Linked DNA regions of Mustela erminea: region 2 is linked to region 1. The links are chromatin contacts, called in public Hi-C maps. All regions are on one chromosome and are shown on one strand. The core of a region is the stretch at or near the end of the contact, and the rest is flanking DNA. Distances in the headings are between cores, read along the strand shown. Region 1 has its middle 6.2 kb from the start of TNFSF9. Region 2 holds the start of GPR108 (protein GPR108).

What was found. Hi-C and Micro-C count contacts between places; a contact is called where the count stands out from the background.
Region 2: a contact with region 1 is called in a Hi-C map of skeletal muscle, with 9 times the contacts expected there. The contact joins the promoter of GPR108 here to the enhancer-like site in region 1. A contact is called at or near these places in 2 of 3 Hi-C or Micro-C datasets (skeletal muscle and spleen).

The regions. Positions count from the first base shown.
Region 1 is chr1:4,596,123-4,599,573 of mMusErm1.Pri, forward strand. No RefSeq gene overlaps it. Among named protein-coding and RNA genes, the nearest start is that of TNFSF9, 6.2 kb to the right of the region's middle. Within about 2 kb of position 1,664, the one cell type or tissue checked has open chromatin away from gene starts, as enhancers often do.
Region 2 is chr1:4,731,819-4,735,151 of mMusErm1.Pri, forward strand. GPR108 (protein GPR108) reads right to left here and starts at 1,329. Exons shown (of 18, transcript XM_032308340.1): 1 at 1,154-1,329; 2 at 437-556. The coding sequence starts at 1,273.

The sequences.
Region 1 (3,451 bases), core at 414-2,913:
ACGTGCATATAAGCACAACACAGACCAACCTCAGACACACAGGGAGACCCAGAGCCTCACATACAACAGACACACAAACACACACGGACATACACAATACAGACACCCCCTCCAGACACACAGACAGACTCAGAGATACCACTCAAAGGAACATACAGCGAACAAAATCATATGAAAGACTGAAAAAAAAATGGTTGAAGGGAGAAAATAAAATCAAATGCAAGACAGACGAAAAGGAAAAAGACGCACAGCCAAATGCTCTTCTGGGAACACAGACCCAGGAAGACAGGAAAACTCCCAAAGTCACACTTGTGGAGAGACCCTTTCTTCCCGATTCACACAGACTCACACTGACCCAGATATCCCGGAAATACACAGATGAGCCCAGGGACGTGAAGTCACGTGACACGTGTGTGCGTGTGCATGTGTGTGTGATTGTGTACACACACACACATATATGCGTGCAGCCAGCCCCCAATCTAGAGACCCTTGCATAAAAACAGGCAGAGAGAACCCCCTCTACAGATTTTTGGCTGTTGGCACTGGGGACCCTTAAGGCTGGTGGAGAGGGGCTCACCCAGCAGCAGACACAACATTCCAAAGCCACCAACAACATGGCGGTCCAGGTGTGCGGCCCAGGTAGGGCAGGAGTGTCCTGAGCAGGTCCCCAGGCCACAGGCCCTGGCCCCCGGATCACCGGCTGGGGCAAGGCCAGGATTGCATGTGGTGAATTTATCGACTGTGGGGACGACAGGGTGGGCACACCCACCCGGCCTGGGGTTAGAGTTCGTGAGCTGGATGGCGCCTGGGCAGTGAAGACCACTGTGGGCAGGGCAGTTAGACTAGGGATGGGGATGGTAAAGGCTTAGCCCGCGCAGGAGGCCCAGGGTTCTGAAAGTGGAACCCGGGAAATGCAAGAGGATTTTTAGGTAGGAAATAGAAGGGCGGAGCCTGGGAAGAAGGTGGTGCTGGAGCGAGAGGTAGAAAAGTAGGCGGGGCAGCAGAGTGGGCAGGGCTTACTTGGGAGGCTGAGGGGGGAGGGGAACGCGCCGAAGTTAAAAGAGAAAGGAAAGTGGGCGGAACTGAGGGTGGGCAGGACCTGGGAGTCTCAGAGCCGGGCTAGTGGGCGGGGTCTGAGGATGACGGCGAAGTGGGCGGGATTGGAAGGCTGATGGGGGGACGGGGCCCAAGCTAGAGGATTACAGAGAAATGGGCGGGATTGGGAGGCTGATGACTGGAGAAGTAGGCGGAGCCTAGGGAGATGACAGGGTAGTGGGCGGGTCTTGGTGAGTGGGCAAGGCCCGAAAGGGGGATGTCTGGGAAGTAGGCGGGACTGGGAGAAGGGGCAAGGTCTGGAAGGGGGCCGGGTGGGCGGAGCCTAGGGAGATAACGGAGCAGTAGGCGGGACTTGGGGAGGGGGCGAGGCCTGGAAGGGGATGGCTGGGGAAATGGGCGGGACTTGGGGAGGGGGCAGAGCCTGGAAGGGTGACGGGGGGAGTGGGCGGAGCCTGGGGGGGCAATGAGGTGGGGGTGGGCGGGGCTGGGGAATGAGTGGGCGGGGCTGGGGAAACGAGTGGGCGGGCTGGGGAATGGGCAGGGCTTGTGAGAAGGGTCGGACCTGGAAGGGGCGGGCTCACCCTTCTTAGGGTCAAAGTTACATTGGAGTTGGTCGGTTTTCCTCCTGCGCCGGCAGTCTCCGCCCCGGGCATTCCAGAACTTGGGTGATTGCGTGGTGGTCACTTTCTGGCTGAGAGCCGTCCGGGGCGGACCGGCACCCCTTCCTGTGCGCCGACGGGTCGCCCGGTCCGGGCGGGCGCCCTCACCGCGTCACTTTGGCCAATGGGAGTCCGCCTCCGGCTCCCTCGGTCTTCCTCAGGACCGCGAGCAGCACCCCGCGGGGGCGCGGAGCAGGCTGCGTGGAGGGGGCGGGCGAGGGTCTTCCGTCCCACTCCGGCTTCCCGACTCTGTTCGCGTGTTGAAGGTCGGCCTGGTAAGGCTCCGGCCGCCCGCCTCCCTGCTCCCGGGTCGCCACGCTCTTTCCTCACCGTCCTTTGCATGTGATGCCAAAGACCTAGAAGCTTTTAGTCTTTTAGTCTAGACGCCCCCACGATTTCCCCCACGGTCCCCGGGCCTTGCAGCCCGGGTTTGAGGCGCCTAGTCCAGCAGGGGTCGCCCGCGGCTTACACTGGGTGCCGCTGCCAAGACAAGAGACCTAGAGGTTCCTCGAGAAAGTGGAGCCTGGTCCACTAGGGGGTGGTGGATCTTGGACGGTTTGAAGGATGGGGCCTGGGTTCCTTTGGTTGTGTTCCCTTGTACTTTGTGCCTTTGTTTCGAGTGTCTTGCCTGTCTCTCTGGGTCAGCTTGTGTCACTGTGTGACTTGCATGCCTTGGGTGGCCTCTGGGTGTCTGATATTGTGAGTCTCTGATTGCGTATCCCGAAGAGTTTGAGTCTCTTGGAGGCTGTTTTGGGTGAGTGGATAGGTGTGCCCACGGCCACGGGCGTGTCCTTGTGTGTGCCTGGGGCTAGCTTTAGTGGCTGCCCTGGTGTATGTATGATTATGTGTTCAGGTATGTGTCTCAGTGTGTGTGTGAGTGTGTGTGTGTGCGTGAGAGAGAGTGTGTGAGTGTCTATACGGTGTGTCTGAGTGTGTCTTGATTTGTGTCTTGGTTTGTATGATAGTGTATGACAGGAATGGGGGCACCTATGGTACCCCTATGTGTCTGCCTTGTGACTGCCTTCCTGGGTGAGCTGGAGAGTCCCTCCAGGTTGTGGCTTTGCTGGGACTTCCTTCCTGGGGTGGGAGGTCTCCCTTCCCAGCACAGTCATCTGGCTTCTCATGCCAGTCTCTTCTGAGGGGTCGTAGGGGCTGGCCCTGGTCTGCCGGGGTCTTCCCCATCCCTGTGCTCTTCTACTGCTCTCAGCAGGGAAACACCATTTCCTGCCTTTGATGTCACTAGTGCTAAATTTTCCCTTCTTCAGCTCAGGCTACTGGTTTCTTTCTACGTGTGTGCACACCTGACCACAATTCCGTACTTAACATCAAAAAACCAAAACAAAGCAAAACAGTAGCACATGGAAAATGCAAGCGGGCAAAAGTACATACAGTGAAAGAGCCACATTGCTCACCCCCAAATCCTGTGTGTGTCTGTGTTTTTTTTTTTTTTTTTTTCTATACCTTCTAGAAATCTGCTGTGGCAATTACATCTCCACTCTAACACAAAACAGCATTCTTGGTACATAGCATCCTGCAGCGTACTTAACCCTTAGTTAGAGATCTTTATCGAGCCCCAAGGAGATGACTCAACCCTCTCCATGGCTTGATTACCAGACTTGTTCTGGCCATTTATTTATTTATTTTTATTTGTTATTTTTAAAAAGATTTTATTTATTTATTTGACAGAGAGAGAGAGATCACAAGTCGGCAGAGAGGCAGGCAGAGAGAGAGAGAAA
Region 2 (3,333 bases), core at 79-2,578, 140 kb after region 1:
TGCCTGGAGCTGTGGAATCAAGCACACGTGGACTTGCTTGCATCCGGGCACTGTCACTTTGAGCAAGCCACATACCTCTAGGCTTAACGTTTTCACAGCATCCCTGAGAGGCGGCTGCGAGAGAACAGACCCATGGAAACTGCTCCGCCCGGTACCTGGTACTCAGTGGCATTAAAGAAATGCTACTACTCATTCTGACTGCAGGAGCTGGGGCTGTCTTGGGCTTTGGTGTGCCCTCCTCCACCAACCGCAGCACACACTGCCCGCGGTTTTATTATTCCCACGTTACAGATGAGGGAACGGAGGTTCCGAGAGACCAGAGCCCTTGTCCAAGAGCCCATGGGTGAGAGGCGGAGCTACGAACTGGGGGCTGCAGGTGCGGGTGGGAAACGTGCGCCCCTCGCCCTCCTCCAGCAAACTCCTCAAAGCCCCTCACCAGCGGGTCCTTCTCTTCTGTCTCCTGGAGGCCCAGCCGCAAGAGGCTCAGGTCCACCTCCAGGGAGCCATTGGCGTAGAAGCCGAAGCTGTTCAGCGGGATGTCTGCTCGCTTCTCCCCCTGCCGGACACCAAGGAGGCACAGGCAGCTCAGACTCCTTCCCACCAACCCAGCCCCACGGCTCTGGCGCGAGAGAGGAACGGGGTAGCCCCAGCTCCTCCAGCCGCTGTTCCGAGTCCAGGAAGAGAAAGCCGGGGGCACCTGGAGGTCTCCGCACGGGAGGGGGGGAGGGGAGCACCCCCACCCCCCCACCCCGCCACGAGAGCAAGGTTATTCATCTTGGGGTTAGGAGCCCCGACAGTTCGTAGATTCCAAGAACCCAGTGAGTGCCCGGAGGAACCCATTGTAGAAATCCCAGCGCCCCCAGAGCGATCCCAAGAATTTAGGAGACTAACGGGGGCGAGGGGTTGTCCCAGGAGGTGAAGTCCCACCCTCAGTGGGCCGGGCACAACCCGAGCGTGGTCGGCCAGGCAACTCCACGCGAGGACTAAGGGGGACTCCTCGGACGAGACCACTCGGGGCCGGGAAGCGGGGGGCGGCGGGCCGCTCCATCGCGCGTAAGCAGAGGGGGAGGTAGGACGAGACCACTCCAAACCAGGGGCTTCTTAGGAGCAAAACTGCGCCCCCCGCCCCAGTCCGCCGCGCGGCGGGACTCACCGTCAGCGCCAGCCGGTGGATGCGCCCAGAGCAGCCGCCCAAGAGCAAGAGCAGCAGTAGCGGCTGCCCCCACTCCGCGGGGCTCCGGCGGGCGAGACCCCTCCTCTCGCTCACTGCCATCTCTGGAGCCACCACCTCCCCTGACACCGCCTCTGACGCACCCACCCTCCGAAAGGTGAGCCAATCGCCGCACGATGGGGGCCGACCCTCTAACATGTCAGGCCCTCCCAGCCAGTCAGCGACCGTTTCCTCGAAAGTCTGCACCACCCCCCGTACGACACCAAATGGACGTCACCAGCTCCGAATAGGCTGCGGATACCGCTTAATCCCGCCTCCGCTATCACCAATCACTAGAAAGGTTGTGCTAATGTAATTTGACAAACAGTCCAACTAACCAATTCTAATGGATCTGATATCCCGCCCTTGAAGCGGAATTCCTTCACCCACAGATCCTTCACCCACGCCCAACTGAAGATCGGTCCAGGACTACATTACCCAGAATGCAGTGAGACCAGAGAGGGCTACTGGGCATTCAATAAACTACATTTCCCAATATCCCCAAGGACGGACTTCCTCTTTTCACTCTGGGGATGTGGCTCCCAGCCAGAGCCCAGGCTTTTGGTAAACACGCACGTCTGCTGAGGCCTGTCCGGTTCTAATCTTCCTGATCCACGAAAGGCCGAAACCTAGCCCCAGGCTAAATCTTGACCCCAGGATGACCTATGACCTCGGGCTGAATTCCAGCGTTAGGCGGAGCCTCTATCCTAGAGTGAGGCAAAGGAGTAGCCCATCCATAGATCCCACGCCGGACTCGTTGATTGGCTGAACACCTACCCCAGGCTGAGTCCTTACCTGCCGCTGAGCCCCGACGTCGGCCTGAAAACCAGACTTCCCCACTCCCTTCTGACCTTCGACCTACACCGAGCCTGGGCCTTAGTCTCTGGTTGAGCCCCCAACCTGGACTACGCCGTGATCCCAGACTAGGCCTGACCTCTGGACCCTAGTTTGAATCCCAGTGGGTTGCTGACCCCTCCGCTAAACTGACCCCAGTCTGAGATCCCATCCCAAATGCGGTGTCGACCTGGAACGAATCCCAATTCCAGTTTGAGTTTGAGACTCTAATACCAGGCTAAGCCACTGAGATCAGAACCCATGCTGAGCCCCTGACACGCCTGGTCCCCCAAATCCTGGAGCACAGCAACTTGAGGTTTTCTAGCCCAGAAGCCACCAGCAGGTGGGGCCAGGTCCCAACAGAGCCATCTGTCCCAGTGTAGGTGTCTCACTGTGGGCTCCTGGGGCTAGCCTCCTGGGCTCCCTGGTGTGTGTACTGGTATGGGTACTGGGAGCCAGGAGGCTTAGAGTCTCACTTGTGCCTGGGGGCGTCTGTTACCTCGGTAGACACAAGTAGCAAAGGCAGGAGCAGAGAGGATGAGGTGGGCGCTGCAGGGCTCTCTCCCCTTTCATCTCAGTGCCTTAAAGAGATTAATGAGGTGTGAACAGACTTTTATGAGCGAGGTGACAGACTTCCGAGCCCCAGGGCCTGAGTGTCTGGAGGGAGAGGTGGAGTCGGAACTAGGGTCTGTACAGTGAAACCTGATTGGATCTAAATGGATGCGACTGGAAAATGGGCAGGTGGAAGCGCGAACTGGATGAGGGCCGAGGAAAGACCTGGGCCCGGTGCCCCAAGGACGGTCTGTCCTCAGTTTCCCGGCGCAGACTTCGGGAGGTGGGGGAAGGCAGGATGCGGCGGGGGTGCTAATGGACCAGGCCTTGGCAGAGGCGCGTTCTGGGCAGGATCGAAGTCCTCCCATCCGCCCTGTGGCCGGAGGGAACCAGCCCATTAGTAGGCCCAGCAGAGATGTCTGGAGCCGGGCCGGCCCGCAAGAGCGGGGTGACCTCAGGTTCTTCCGGCGATGGGGTGGGGGAAGGACCTCTCAGGTTGGGGTTTCAATGTCTTGTCCCTTTAAGGGATGGTTGAAGGAAAAGAGAAAAGTAAGAACAGTCCCTGGCGGGGTAGGGTTGGGGGAAGAGGGGCCCGGGGGATTTGGAAAATAGGTGGGGGTCCTTTAAGGCACGGGTCCAGTGGCGGCTGGTGGCAACTTGCCTTTAAGAGGGGGCGGGGCGTCCGTTGGGTCCCGCCTCTTCGGGGGTCCCGCCTTTAGGGCGCTGTTCTGGGCCTC